2 separate regions of the Mus musculus genome follow, and region 2 is linked to region 1. Evidence: chromatin contacts called from public HiChIP or PLAC-seq data. All regions are on one chromosome and are shown on one strand. Each heading gives the region's core, a stretch centred on a gene start, on an enhancer-like site or on the middle of the called end of the contact. The rest is flanking DNA. Distances are from core to core; before and after follow the strand shown. Region 1 holds the start of Slc30a10 (solute carrier family 30, member 10). Region 2 overlaps Gm34969 (a long non-coding RNA gene).

Region 1 (7,641 bases), core at 1,646-4,145:
ATACTGGGAAGAGCACTTGAAACATCTCTAGTGTGTATTAGCATTTCCTCCGGGGACTAGTAGTGATTGTACTACATGTGTGCTGGACTACTGCTAACCACACCATAACTACAGCATTTATTGGGTGCTTACTGTATTCGAAGTACTGTTTGGAGCACTTTACACATTAATTTGTTTAATCCTTAGTATATGGTCATCCACTCCCCTTGACAGTCCCAGACGAGAAAGGGACTTGTTCATGCCCACATAGCTTACAACTGCCATTGTCTTTATCTTAGTAGTTCTTCTATATTATTTATAATTTATTAATTTTTAAAAAAGAATTTCCTTAGATTCTCAGTGTATGGGTATTTCTCCTGGAAATGTTCGTTCGTTTGTTTGTTTGTTTGTTTGTTTGTTTAAGACAAGCTGTCTCTATCTGTAGGCCAGCCTACAGGTTTGAGATTACAGCCATGAGCTATCTGCCTGGCTGAAAGAGGAGTATTATTAAGTTTCTTGCGTTTGGGGATTTATCTAGTAACAAGATAGGGACTTTTGATCAGGGATATTTTAATACTATTGATAGGGACCTTCATAGACTATGAAAAAATAGAGGCATGCTTCAAGATTCAGACAACGAATAGGGCTAGAAGGTAGACATGGGCTACCCTGATTAAACAGAGTAGGCCACAAAATAAAACAAAAAAAAAGAGGGTGGGTGGTTTGGAAAGGTGGGTCAACAGATAAAAGTGTTTGGCACCAAGCCTGGTGCTCTGAATCCAATCCCAGAGAGTACCATGCTGGAGTGAGAGCATCGCTCCCCAGAGTTGACCTCTGACCTCCCGTAAGCCGTAGCATGTGTGCCATGCATACGCAGAGCACACCCCTCCCCGACACACACACACACACACACACACACACACACACAAACACACGATAAATACGGTGTGATAGAAACTAAACAAATGGACATGCTTTCAGGAGAAGGCTCAGAGGGAAGAGGGGGCTTCACGGGGTATGAGAAGTAGACCCGAGGGTGGGGACTGCAAATAATCCCAATACATTATATGCGTGTACAGGGCTGGCAAGAGTAAATTCAATCCAAATTATCAGTATTATTCTTTTTTAGGTTGAGTGTTTTGTTAGTGGATTCCAGTCTCAAGCCAATCCTCTAGGACATTTGAGAGTAAATGCCTGCACCACTGTCCCTTGCTGCACCACTGTCCCTTGCTGCACCACTGTCCCTTGCTCGTTGGCTTTGCTTTGAGGAAGGCATAGAATGTATTTCCAAGCTCCAACCCTGTGCATTTTCTCCATGAGGGTGGTTAAAGTTTATGGGGAGACACGGTTATTGTGCTTTGCCTTCAGACCCTTCCTAAAATGAGTGAGGCACAGGGCTCCCCCATCCACACCCCACTTGTCTTAGCTAGGGTTTTACTGCTGTGAACAGACACCATGAGCAAGGCAACTTGTAGACAACCTTAGCTACCTCCGGAACACAGCTTCTCTGTGCTCTCAGGAAACACTTCTCCGATTTCACCTCGGTGATGCTGGTCTCTTCTTAATCACTGCTGATTTCTTAGCTACAGTCAACCAGCATCCATTGTCCCAGTAGTTCCTTCTGTTCTTGACCCTAAAGCCAGAGCCACGTGCTGAAGTTGCTGCTTGCTGGGGCTGGAACATGGCCCCCTTGTTCTATTACAGTATCACCGGATTTCTGTTTTCCAACTCCTTTACTGCCTAAGCTTGGCTGTCCTGGAACTTGCTCTGTAGACTGACTTTGAACTCAGAGATCAGCTTGGCTTTGCCTCCTGGGATTAAAGGGGCGTACTGCCATGCCCGAACCTAAACTTAGCTGTTGTGGTCTTGCCCCAAGGTCACCACATATTAAAATCCTTCTCCTCTGAAACCTCTAGAGCCAGGCTTCCACAGTTCAAATCACCCTCAGCAACAAAGTCTTCCATATTCCTGCTAGGATGGCTCACTGAGCCCCGCTTAGAGCATTCCACTGCTTTCCAAATCCAAAGTCCCCAAACCCACATTCCTCCAAACCAAAGCCTATCACATCGATACCTCAGTCGATGGTTACCAACTTCTGTCTCCGAAGTGACCAACAGCAAATACCCTTTCTGAAGGGGCTGCAGTGTAGACTCTCAAGTCCAGGACATGTTCCCTTTGAGTGATTGTCACTTGGAACAGGGTCTATTTGGAAAAAAAAAATTGGGTCAATTGAACTATGAGTATAGGGTCACCTTTAGGGGCAGTAGAAATTCTTTCTGACAGACTAGGAAAGGAGACCAAACCTGGCTTCTTTGATGGCCAAGGGACACAAAGAATCCCAGCCTTGGAGTGCTATACCAGTGCTCCATACTAATGCTAATAGCAGTGGCAGCCATGCACCCTGGGCTGCCTGCCTTCCTCTCCTCTGTAGACAGCTCGACTCAGATAGAGACCCCTAAAAGGGAGATGGCGATACTGTGCTATAAGGGAGTAATAGGATTCGTGGCCTTTGTGAAGAAGAAAGGATAAAGGGTTTTGACTATGGGTTCAGGGACAGGGGTTAACGGGAGGAATGAGATACCATTTAACCAGTGGAAAAGCAGGAAACACCTTTAAGGGCACTAGGCTCCACCAGCTCATATGGAATCTGCCCTGCAACTCGCATCTGGGCACGTAGGCAGCGGTGCGCACACCCACTACAGCCTAGGTCCTTATCAGCGGCATACACAGATCTGTAGTAGCCCAGGGGTGAAGGCGGGGTGGAGTTGGAGGAGCGGGACCATCCCGTGCATCTCTCTCTCAGAGAGGGTGGAGGTGGAGATTTAAGAAGATTGACATCCCAATGCGCCCCTCCTCCCAGCAGCTCCGGTCTCCAGCCCAGACCTAGAAGGAGACACAGGCTGGTGGCCACCAGCCAAATCAAGCTTGGGCGGCGAGGGAGGAGGGGCAGGGGCCCCGGGAGGTGGCCTTTGCGACTCTGGGGCCACTCCTGCAGACTCTGGTCCCGCGAGCGCGAGCTGGAAGCATAAAAGGTCCGGGCGGGTAAGGGCGGGCCTGCAGCAGGAGGTGGGCTCCAGACCGCCCCCCCCACCCCCCCCGCCAACCTGTTGCGGGGCGCAGCGGGCTGTAGAGATGGGCCGTTACTCAGGCAAGACGTGCCGGCTGCTGTTCATGCTGGTGCTCACCGCGGCCTTCTTCGTGGCCGAGCTGGTGTCGGGTTACCTGGGCAACTCCATCGCGCTGCTCTCGGACTCGTTCAACATGCTGTCAGACCTGATCTCGCTGTGCGTGGGCCTGGGCTCCGGCTACATCGCGCGGCGCGGTCCCCGCGGCTCCAGTGCCACCTACGGCTACGTGCGGGCCGAGGTGGTGGGCGCGCTCAGCAACGCAGTCTTCCTCACTGCGCTCTGCTTCACCATCTTCGTGGAGGCCGTGTTGCGCCTTGCGCGGCCCGAGCGCATCGACGACCCGGAGCTGGTGCTTATCGTGGGAGCCCTGGGGCTGGCGGTCAACGTGGTGGGGCTGCTCATCTTCCAGGACTGCGGCGCCTGCTTCTCCCGCTGCACGCGGGGTCGCCGGACCCGCCCTTCGCAGCAGCCAAGCCAGGGGGATCCTCGTGGCGCTTTGGGGTGTCCCCAAGAGGCTGCGACAGCCACAGCTCCTGGCTCGGGCACAGCAGTGACTCTCCGGGGGTCCTCGGCCGGAAGAAAGCAGCAGGAGGGCGCGACCGTGTTCTCTAATGTAGCAGGTGCCTTTCGGTTGCATCCTTCCGGACTGGGAGCACTTTGTTCTTCCCTCAATTCTCCCTCCTCCTCCTGGCATCTGGACCCCTTTACTCATCCACTACCTCTTTTTCGGCTCGTTTTCTTGACTGATTTATCAAAAAGTCCCTTCGCTTCTCTTCTCACTTAATTCTCCATCTTTCCCTCCCTCCTCGTTCTCCTTCCTTGCTTGCCTTCTCTCCCCCCTCCCCCGCCCCATTTTCCTCTCTTTCTCCTTCTTGACCCTGTAGTCCTTATCTTCCCCTCTCCTGTGGCAGTATTGATCTTGGAAATCAATTCTTAACTATTGGGCAACGGAGCATTTCCTATCCTGCCCCTTCTCCGGTGCTAACTGGATGTTTCCTCCCCTGACATCGGTGTCAGGGCTATCTCCTGCCTCTTGGGTATTGAGGATCTGGGGGATAGGTGTAGGCTTATCCTTGTCCCGTTTTTAATTTGAAAGCTGTGTGTGTGAAGACCAAGGGTGGACCTCGGGCTTCCTCTGGGTTAAAAGGTACCTATTTGGGCTGAGTGTAGGAGAAGCGGGGGACTCCTGTATGCTAAGAGGAATTGAAAATAACAAAACCGCATTTTGAGATCATTGGTTCTTTTTGTTTGTAGAACTCATACACAACACAAGGTTTCTTCTTTGAATGCAGGTGATTCCCTGAACACCGAGAATGAACCAGAAGAGACGACGAAAAAAGAGAAGAAGTCTGAAGCACTCAATATCAGAGGTAGGCTTGTCTGTGGGCTAGCTCCGGCTCCTTTCCCTGACTCACGGGTCTGTGCTGTGAGTACTTCTGCTTTTAGGAAAGCAACAGTGTGCTGGGAAGTGGGTCAGTTACCTGCAGACTATGACCCTCTCCTCTTGCCTAATCATCGCATTGATTCTGAGGGAGAAGCTGGTTGCTAATGATTTATCTTTGCTCTAATTAAGCCACGCTGAAGCTGCCTGTTCCTGGGCTGACCAGATCAGCGCCATGTTCCTCTGAGTTACACATATGTGTCATGTTCTCATGAGCGTCACCTATCAGTGTCATAACCTCTTGATTGCTACATATGTATCATATCCCACTGATCCCTAGATGTCCCTGTCATGGTCTCCCGAGTTCCACTGAGTACCAAATAATGCCATGTTCTCCTGACCTCCACATGCGTGCCATGTTTTCCTCATCTCCACATATGTATCATGTTCCTCAGATCCCCACATATCCTGGCCACGTTCTCCTGACTCCGACATTTGTGTCATGTTATTCTCATCTCCACAGATGCATCATGTTCTTCTGGCCACCACATTATCAGCGAAATGTTTTCTTGAGCTCCACATACGAATACCGTGTTCTCCCGATCCCTACATATCAGAACCATGTTCCCCTGACCTCCACATATGTGTCACATTCTCCTCAAATTCACTCACATATCATGTTCTGATGAACCTTACATATCAGTGCCAGGTTGGTCTCCACACCTCAGTGTCATGTTCTTCTGATCTCCACATATATGTGTCATATTGTCCTCATATTCCTATATGTATCGTGTTCTCCTGATTCCCACACACCTGTGTCATGTTCTTCTGATCTCCACATATATGTGTCATATTATCCTCATATTCATATATGTATCATGTTCACCTGATTCCCACACATCTGTGTTCATGTTCTCCTGATTTCCACATATGTGTGTCAAGTTATCTTCATATTCACACGTTTCTATCATGTTCTCCTGACTCTCACACATCTGTGTCATGTTCTCATGAACTCTACAACTCAATGCCAGTTTCGTCTGATCTGCATTTAGCAGAGTCCATTACTGCTACTCTTGGTTGGCTACTTTCATGAATATTACTGACATGCATCTATTTGTTTTTATGAAGATTGTGTGTGTGTGTGTGTGTGTGTGTGTGTGTATAGCTGGCAATGGAATCCAGGGCCTTGTCCATACTAAACACAAGCTACACCATTGATCCATCCCCAAAGCCGCATTGCAGCTTATCATAACTGGCTGTGATTGTTTTGAGACAGGGTCCTGTTATCTAGCCATGGCTGGCCTGGTACTCAGTATGTAGGGCACACAGAGCTTGAACTTGTGGCAGTCCTCTTTTCTTAGTCCCCTTACTGCTGGAATTGCAGGTATTTGCATGTGCTTGGTGTTGACTTGTCATTAAAGATGGAAAAACAAAACAAACAACAAACAAAAGTGAAGTGGCCCCACTACTAAGCCTCTGTCCTGTGTGACATCCATTTTTTTCTTTTTGCCAGTTGTTTATGGTAAGAATTTGCTGAGAAAGGGATTGCAACCTGATTAAAACTCTCATTTCCAGGTCCAAAGCTGGGGTTCTGGTGAGCCTTACTGAAGAAAATTAATGATCCACCTTCTTACCCCATCTTCAAAGTCAGCTGTGCTGGGCGTTCTGGGATATCTCTCTTACTGGACACTGCTGTAGCAAGCATCTCTCCTTTGTATCTTTTGGTTAGATATTCTCACTGTAAAGTGAACTTAGTCTTAGTTCTGAGTGTGTGAGTGTGTGTGCGTGTGTGTGCGTGCGTGTGTGTCCATGTGTGTGTGCGTGCGTGTGTGTGTGCGTGTGTGTGCGTGCGTGTGTGTCCGTGAGTGTGTGCGCGTGCGTGTGCGTATGTGTGCCCGTGCGTGTGTGTCCGTGTGTGTGTGAGTGTGCATGCGCGCGCGTGTGTGTGCGCGTGCGTGCGTGTGCGTGTGTGCGTGTGTGTGTGCACGTGTTTAGTGTGTGTGTGCGTGCGTGTGCATGTGTGTGTGTGTGCGTGTGTGTGCGTGCGTGCGTGCGTGTGTGTGCACGTGTTTAGTGTGTGCGTGCGTGCGTGTGCATGTGTGTGTGTGCATGTGTGCGTGTGTGCATGTGTGTGTGCGTGTGCGCGTGCGTGTGTGCGTGCGTGTGCATGTGTGTGTGTGCGTGTGCATGTGTGCGTGTGTGCATGTGTGTGTGCGTGTGCGCGTGCGTGCGTGCGTGTGTGCGTGTGTGTGTGTGTGTGTGTGTGTGTGTGTGTGTGTGTGCGTGCTCCTGTGTATGTTGGGGGATGAACAGTGCTTTGCTCTCTATGTAGGCTGGTCTTGAGTTTATAGCTTTTCCTTCTCAGCCTCCCAGGGGCTGAGGTTACAGGTGTGGGTCACTCTGCCCAGAAAATCCCCAATCTTGACTTTGAGAGGTTTGACAAAGATGAAGTGAACTTTCAACTTCGTATGATTTAGGAGAACTCTGGGATGAGACTTAGATCCAAACTCTATAGCATACTGCTAGTCACCCACAGAGTGCCTGCTCACCCTCCCTCCCTTCCTCCGTCCTTCTCTCCCTAGTTCCCTCTCTCCTCTCCCTCGAGAGTCTCACTTCTGATTATCAGAAGAGATCTGTAGGAAAGACACCAAAAACAACAGTGACGTGTGAGGCCCTGAAACTCTAAATGAAGATTTAAATAACAAAAAACAAAAAAAAAACCCTGCGACTCAGTATTGGGATTTTCTTTTTGAAATATAGTGATGGCATTTTTTGAGATCTTTTATAATAAAAACTCCTTTAAATTCATCTTTCCCTCTGAGGCTTAGATATACACATGTGTCTCCTCCTCCTCCTCTCCCTCCTCTCCCTCCTCCTCTTCTTCCTTCTTTTCACCCTCCTCCTCTCTGTTTCTCTCCTTCTCTCCCTCAACCAATCATCTGTGTATCTATTAATTACCAACCAACCAATCTACTTACCATTTATTATCTTCTATCTATTATTTATCTGCCCCGCTGTCTCCATTGAAGATGCTTGTGGCCAGTCTGAGCCTGTCTCCACCTCAGGCTAAGCATGGGTCTGTCCCAATCTTAGGGCCTGGAGCCATGACTCAGGAGAAAGACTAGAGAATAAGATGGAGAAAGACCTTGGGGG
Region 2 (7,641 bases), core at 1,964-4,463, 48 kb after region 1:
TTTAGGCATGCTCGAAGTAGTGGGATTGTACATCTTACACAATTGGATACAGCCTTTGAAAAATACCTTGGGGGCTTATACGATTTTATCATCTAATGTTTTCAAGTTGGAACATTGGGGCATGCTCAGTTTTATTTGAAAGTTGATGGCAATGGTTGGCTCTGCAATAAGGACAAGTGAGCAGCTTTTTGAACTGTAAACATTTTGATTGCACTGTAAAGTTTCTATTTCCTAGGTATTTCCTGCCTCCGTTGCTTTTTCTCCAAACACAGTCCGAATAGTTATTTGATAATTCTGTAAGTCTATAAGGTCATCCTTCTGTCAGGTTTCTAACCTTCGTTGTAACAGTGATAAAAACATTAAACTGAAAAACCTGAAGATTCCGACTTTCATTTACAAGGATTTGGCACTGTTCAGACCACAGGGAAATAAACCTCAAAGATTTCTTAAGATTAAACAATCGTTTTTCAACCCCTTAACGTAACTGAAAGTAGTTAGAACTTGTGTTTACATGTGGCCATATACACTCTTAAGATGTAGAGAAAAGAGATCCGGAAAAGAATGATTTAAGAGACTTGAGAAGAAGCCAGTCCTTGGTGAAGTTGCCACGCAGGTTACCGCGGGGCTCCAAGGACTGGCGTGGAGCTGAGTCAAAGTGTGTGAGTTAAGGTCCTGTGTTCTTCTTTATAGGTTTGTCAAAGGATTAATCTAAGCAGAGCCAGGCTTTGAAGGCTGGCTCTCCGAGAAGCAGATATCTAAATAAGGCTCAAACTCGTACTGATCTTCACTCGTGTTCATCAATGCCCGGCACAAGGATAAAGACAGACAGTATCTGGATAAATAATTAACATAGAGCTTAGAGCTTTTTGCTATGGTAAGGTTAATATGCAGCAATAAACAAACAGAATCAAGAAAGATTGAGAAGTCTTAAAATCGGCTCAAAAATTTGCCCAAATTCACAAAACTCTTTCCAACTTTTAAATATAATACTCTCCCCACTAAGAAATTTCTAATCATTTTTCCCTAAGTTTCGGCAACATATAATTTTTAAGGAGTTTAATTTATGGGGGGGGGGGCGGGGGCTATTCCACCTGCTGATAGTTTATAAAAATAATGTGTCTTTTTCAGCTAGACATATCCTCTATATTTCAGAACTTTCTCCTGTAAGCATAGCATGGGGTATGCACACACTTCTATTTCCTTATGACGACCAAAGAGAAAGCTGGGCGCGCCAGTCAGCTTTTCCTAACACAGATGGAGATGCTGGCGTCCCTTCTAACACAGATGGAGATGCTGGCGTCCCTGCCCTTCAAGCTTCAGCCTCTGGAATTTGATCCTCACTTTGTCCTGTGCCAGCAGTTCCTAAGCTGTGGGTCACAGCCCCATTGGGGGTCATATATCAGATATCCTGCATATCGGATATTTATATTACAATTCATAACAGTAGCAAAATTACAGTTATTGAGTAGGGAAATAATTTTATGCTCGGGGGGGGGGTCTCTACAATATGAGGAACTATATTTAAGGGCCGAGCATTAGGGAGGTTGAGAACCACTGTACTATTTTCAAATTCTTGTGCCATCTCCAAATCCCATCAGGTCTAAAAGGTCAGATTTACAGGATTGCAATGGGTCAGATCTGTCCCCTTCCCACCCCTCCGGTTTACTGCCTGGGATTGCATTCCTAATGCCTTGACCTGACCTCAGCTTTGCCTACTTCATCTCAGTTTTCCAGGTTTAATTATTTGTCTCTTTCCCAAGAAGTCAGTATTTTTCCCACTGAATCATCAAAGCTCAAAACCACCCTTCAGTTTCAGAGGTATCTTTATATGACCTTTGTTCATTGCATACTTTTTGGTAAGGCCAGGAGAAATAAAAATGACATAAGTTAAATGAACAATTCTCCTTGGGAGGGGAAAAGCCCCCTACAAATACAGTCAAATGATTACTTGAATTCTATCATATAACCAAGCCCCGAATGTAGCTGCAGATAAACAACTGCCTTATCGGGCAAAAATGGCAAAAAAGGGGAGATGTGATAGAAGCCGCAAGGATGCATAGAGCAAATGCTTTTTGTCTTTTCTTCCTCTCTTAGATGACCAGAGACTCTGCTCCCATCGCTGATGTCACCGGCAAGATGCTGCCTCACAAAACAAAACAAAATCGTGCTAACTCTTTTATGTTAACTAAAAGTAAGCATCTTTAACGATGTAAGAGAATTCGGACTCAGATAAAACCCTGTAACTTGTAAATTATGGGGATGTAGCTTGCTAGCAGAGCAGAGCGCATGCCGGTGGAAGGCCCTAGCTCCAGTCTCAGCACCAGAGGCAAACATCCTTGTGGCTGCATCCATTTATATTATGGTCGTGCGTTACTCAATGCGTGCCCTATTCAAAGACCCTATAAAGTTTTCTTGAATTTTTCACACAATTTAAGACGCTAATGCCAAAACCTAAACAAGCTGATGATATTTGCATCTTTTGCTTTAGGGATGTAGCAAAAACTAACTCAGCTTTGGAAGTTAAAGCGGAATTGAATTCAAAGTCATGCAATGTGTCCCAGCAGCGCCTCCTTCTGTTCTGGATCTAGAATGCACCGGAATGAAACATCTTTAATTATCATTTAGGATTTACTGTTCCTAAAGACCAGTGCACCAGGAACCTCTTGTTATTTCTCCTGCCCTTTAAAAAATTTTCTTACTAGGGGCATTTGGTAGACAACTTAACGTAATCTACTAATTGCTGAGGTTGGAGAGATTTTTTTTTTTTGTTTTTGCTTCCACTGAAGACAATTCTGTGGATCATAGGCTCTGAGAACTTCCAGTACCACTGAGCCACCCAGAAAGGGCAAGGTAACAAATGAGACATGCTGAATCATCAAAGTGCAAGGTCGAATTATTTTAATATTTACACTATATTATTAAATTGTCCTTTATCATGGATTTTTGCATTGATTTTAGTTTAAAAAGATTTCTTCAAAGTAGTATCTATCTTGATGATTAATTTCTGAGACACCAACCCACCTTTAAGCTCAACCCTAGTGCCCTATTCGCCTCACCCTAGTCCTGGGTCCACTCATTCAGGCCCTGCCATTCCTAGAGGTCTAGATATGAAACTTTGAAGTCACCATCCAGGCCGCCTCCCCAACTGAACTCAATGACCAGCCATAAATGAGCAGTCATGTCGTCTTTGCAAGTACAGGGTGCAAAGAAGCCAAAGTGAGCGCCCTAATTGTTCTAGCGACATGGAATGGGGTTAATGGGTTCCTGTGACGTAGGGAGGAGGTCCTTGGGTTCAGAGAATCATAAAACAATAAACATATAACATTTGGTTTGCCATAATAAAAGAATAAAAGCTGTTGTATTGGGCTGTTATCTATGGTCTTGGAATGGTCTTTTACCTAGAGTTGTCTGAATTCTTAGCGATCATCATTCTTTCTTTTTTTGTTTTTTTTTTTGTTTGTTTTTTTTTTTTTTTTTTTTTGTTTTTTGTTTTTTGTTTTTTCGAGACAGGGGTTTCTCTGTGTAGCCCTGGCTGTCCTGGAACTCACTTTGTAGACCAGGCTGACCTCAAACTCAGAAATCTGCCTGTCTCTGCCTCCCAAGTGCTGGGATTAAAGGTGTGTGCCACCACCGCCCAGCTCTTCTTCTTCTTTTTCTTCTTCTTCTTCTTCTTCTCCTTCTTCTTCTTCTTCTTCTTCTTCTTCTTCTTCTTCTTCTTCTTCTTCTTCTTCTTCTTCTTCTTCTTCTTCTTCTTCTTCTTCTTCTTTTTTAACCCCGTGAAGTTATAGATTCACTTGGGTTGACAAGCATTATCTTTAATATTTAATTTTTTCACGACCCGCCTTCTTCCCATTCTCCTCTCTTCTCCCCTCGACTGAACCTTGTCTCCCAGCCATTTCCACGTCTTTCCTTTTTGTGCCCCTCTGCATGAGCCTGAGTGAGCTTGAACAGGGTGGGTACTCTCCTGAGCAAGGACAACTTAGCAGTGCCTACACCACTGAGGAATGTGATCTCCCCACAACCATGAATGTTTGTACCCCCCTGCAACCATTAACTGCCTGTGTCCCCTCCTCATCCCAGCAACCATTAAACATGGTAGGAAGTCGGGGGCCCAGCCCTTGCAGGGCACCACCATTGCTCTGGGATCCTGTGTGGGACTTTGTGTGCAGCAACTGTATCTCTCCCAGAAGACAGCATTCATCAGCTCTCCTCCCCACCCTCTGCCTTTTACCTTCCTTCTGTCCCCTCTTCCACATGGTCCCCTGAGCTTTGGAAAGAGTGCTGAATAGATGTCCTGTTTAGGGCTAAACTCTCAGAGTGGGCGTCAGTCTTAACATTTCAGATGACTTTCTCCCCGGGGAAGATGGGATGGATATAAAGAGACTGCAGACACTAACTCGGTGAGTACAGGGTTCTGGTTAACTCCTGACAGCAGTGTGGAGGGCTTCCCAATAGAGTTTGGAGACCCAAAGGAGAGAGAAAGGCTAAAGGTTTCTTCCTTTGCCTGGAATGTGAAGACCAGCACAGGGGACTCTTGACTGAAGCACATAGAATTGAGACTACTTTGGACAAAGAAGAATAGTGTCATAGTACACAGTAGCCCTTAACACTCATGGGCAGCATTTTTTGAATTGAAATGGTATGATGGTATGCATTTTGGTGGAGGCAGAACTCTTACCATAGATCAGTTTCCTGGCTTTAACAAAACATGGAATCTAAAAGTTTATTTTTCCAAAATATTTAAAAATATGTGTATGGATGTTTATATTGGGGGTATGTGCATGTGAGCACAGTGCCTGTGGAAGCCAGAAGAGAGCATCAGTTCCCCAGGAGCTGAAGTTACATGGGCCGTGAGTCACCGTACAGGTGCTGGGAACCAACTCGAGTCCTCAGAAGAGCAGCAAATGAATCCCTGAACCATCTTGACAGCAGCTGGACAGGAGGGCAGGGCTAGAGAGAGGCTGAGTTCACAGAGAACTCTGTGTTTGGTATGTGACAGTGGATCTCCATGCACTTGAGGTTTTCAATTCAAGTCTTCGTAGCGCTTCTCAGAAATGAACATCCCGAGGGGCAGGATCTGGTGAGTTTGTTGACCTGCCGATTGGATCTCACCATGGAAGGTGCGTAAACCTTAAACAAGACTGATGTGGACCTCATGAGCAGCCGCAGACACCCTTCATTCTCTGCTTCCACAAAAGTCAGGGCAAAGGTAGAGGCTTGTGCTGTGCGAGGATGGAAATCAGGACGCGCTAGGGTCACAGTGTTTAGTGGTTGATTTTGTTGCTATCCTATTCGGGGGAAATTTATGTTTGCCTGTTTGAAAGCCCTGCCCCATGTGTCGTTCAGTTACGAGTGTTAACTTTTCCTGTGGAGAACAAAGGGCTGCAGCAGTATTTGCATGAAACTCTAGTTTGAGGCTGGAGGGATGGCTCATGAGCCCGAACCACTTGTTGCTCTTGCTGAGGGACTGTGTTCAATATCCAGTACCCACCTGGGAGCTCACATCTGTAACTCCAGTTCCCAAGGGGTCTGGTGCCATCGTTTGACTTCTGGGCACACTGGGAATGCACCAGGTCCACACAAGGTCTACACATACACGCATGTAAGCAAAACATAGACAGATATAAATCTAAAAACCAAGCCAAACCAAACCTCTGGTTTGTCTACATTGTTTCCTTAGATCTTGAGATGGAAGAGACTTACAATGGTGCAGGGCTGTTCTTCATCTCACTTTGTTTGTTTGTTTGCTTGTTTTTGTTTTTGTTTTTTTTTGTGTTTTTGATACAGGGTTTTTCTGTGTAGCATTGGCTGTCCTGGAGCTCACTCTGTAGACCAGGCTGGCCTCAAACTCAGAAATTCGCCTGCCTCTGCCTCCCAAGTGCTGGGATTAAAGGCGTGCGCCACTCTCACGGTTTTAATTAAACCTCCTGAAGCTACTTCCAGACCTCTGAGAAACAGGTGCATGCCTGGCTCATGTTACATCTATTTTGTGTGTGTGTGTGTGTGTGTGTGTGTGTACATATGTGTGTGTGCATATGTGTGTGTGTGTGTGCGTGCACACGTATGTGAAGGCCAGAGCTAGATGTCATTGCTTTTCTCTGAGGCGACCCTCATCGTTTTTTGAGGATCACTTTTTCACTGACCCAGGAGCTCACTGACTGCGATGATAACTCCTGTCTCTGGCCCAGACCTGGGGTCATAGACAACCATGCCTGACTCTTTATGTGAGTCCTTGGGATTTAAACTTGGATGCTCATGCTTTGTGTAAGAAGCATTTTGCTACTGGGCCATCCCCTCAGTCCTTAGTTTTACAGTGTAATAACTAAAGTCTGCATTATTCAGCACTTACGTCTATGTGGAGTCCGCATCTGCAAATGCAAGCCTATTTTTTCTCTTTGTGGGTAAGGACCAACATCATAGCCACTGTGTTTCATCCTTCTGGCTGCACAGCCCCTCCTCTTTTGATCGCTCTTGCAAAGTGGTCACCACTTTAAATATTACTCTGAGAAAATGAAGCAATATTTAGGGTATAGCATTTGCATTAAGAAATGATTCTCTATGTTAGGGGATAACTTGTTGTCTCAGTCACCTCAGTCATTGTGACCAAATACCTGACACAAAGTGACTTAAGAAAGGCAGGATTTAGCTGGGCAGTGGTGGTGCACGCCTTTAATCCCAGCACTCGGGAGGCAGAGGCAGGCGACTTTCTGAGTTCGAGGCCAGCCTGGTCTACAAAGTGAGTTTCAGGACAGCCAGAGCTATACAGAGAAACCCTGTCTCGAAAACAAAACAAAACAAAACAAAACAAAACAAAACAAAACAAAACAAAACAAAGGCAGGATTTATCTTGGTTCTCAATTTGAGGGACAGCTTGGTGCACATCTTACTTGACCAGAAAGCAGAGAGATTGGGGCTGGGGGCTGGGTTGGGGTACTCTGTTTTGAACAAACTTAACTCTGTGAGCCACTGTCAGCAGATAACTGGATTCACCAATAATCACACTTTGACCTTCCTTATGTGAGGTAAAATGTCTGACATTGTTTAGTCAATTAGAAAATGATAGGGGAAGATTCTGGAAAGACCGATATACATAATGAAAATAGAACATTTTACACATTAAAAATTTCATTTTGTTATAAATTATTAAGATGTTATATAACAAATAACAACTTGTTACAAATAAAAGAAATACTTATAAATAATTAGCTGAGTTGATACATATCTCTGACCTTACCATTTATAAGACAGGAGGTGTGTGAGTTCTAGGTTAGCCTGAGATAAATGGCAAGACTCTATCTCAAAAAAAAAAAAATTTGAAAGCAAGAATATTTGTTTCTTGGTCAATATTTATTGTCAGTCATTAATGCCACTATTTTGTACTTGGCACCTAATATCCTTGATGATGATGAATTCCAGTGTAGACTCCCACATTCAGGGAGTGGTACACTACTTTTATTTTTGAATGGCAAAGATTGACTTAGTTTTGGCCTTCCTTGAGGCCAGCTACATATGCTTAATAGGAACACAGGGGAGATGCTGTAGCTTGGAGTTTGTCTGAATTCACACTCAATTCCCCGCAAGAGTTTTCATAGATGATTTATATTCTTATTTTGCTGATTTATCTTGTTTGTTTTTTGCTTT

Evidence for each region. HiChIP or PLAC-seq counts read pairs in DNA pulled down with a chosen protein or histone mark.
Region 2: an H3K4me3 HiChIP or PLAC-seq map of intestinal villus epithelium shows a contact between it and region 1, with 2.6 times the contacts expected there. The contact joins the enhancer-like site here to the promoter of Slc30a10 in region 1. A contact is called at or near these places in 9 of 39 promoter capture datasets (cranial neural crest, embryonic stem cells, frontonasal cranial neural crest and 5 more), 1 of 15 datasets of contacts at CTCF or cohesin (embryonic stem cells), 17 of 484 Hi-C or Micro-C datasets (the Ba/F3 cell line, the G1E-ER4 cell line, brain and 8 more), 15 of 115 datasets of contacts at active chromatin or transcription factors (astrocytes, embryonic forebrain, embryonic stem cells and 7 more) and 1 of 9 other capture datasets (embryonic stem cells).

Annotation. Positions count from the first base shown.
Region 1 is chr1:185,451,953-185,459,593 of GRCm38.p6, forward strand. Slc30a10 (solute carrier family 30, member 10) reads left to right here and starts at 2,896. Exons shown (of 4, transcript NM_001033286.2): 1 at 2,896-3,727; 2 at 4,400-4,477. The coding sequence starts at 3,112. Gm2061 (predicted gene 2061) reads right to left here and starts at 3,616. Exons shown (of 3, transcript NR_040305.1): 1 at 3,084-3,616; 2 at 2,053-2,181.
Region 2 is chr1:185,499,533-185,507,173 of GRCm38.p6, forward strand. It overlaps Gm34969 (a long non-coding RNA gene), which reads left to right. Exons shown (of 4, transcript XR_001779597.1): 2 at 691-874; 3 at 2,095-2,191; 4 at 2,489-3,372. Among named protein-coding and RNA genes, the nearest start is that of Gm34969, 16 kb to the left of the region's middle. Within about 2 kb of position 3,214, at least 12 of the 459 cell types and tissues checked have an H3K27ac peak or open chromatin away from gene starts, as enhancers often do. A contact at or near this core is called in intestinal villus epithelium, where this site is marked.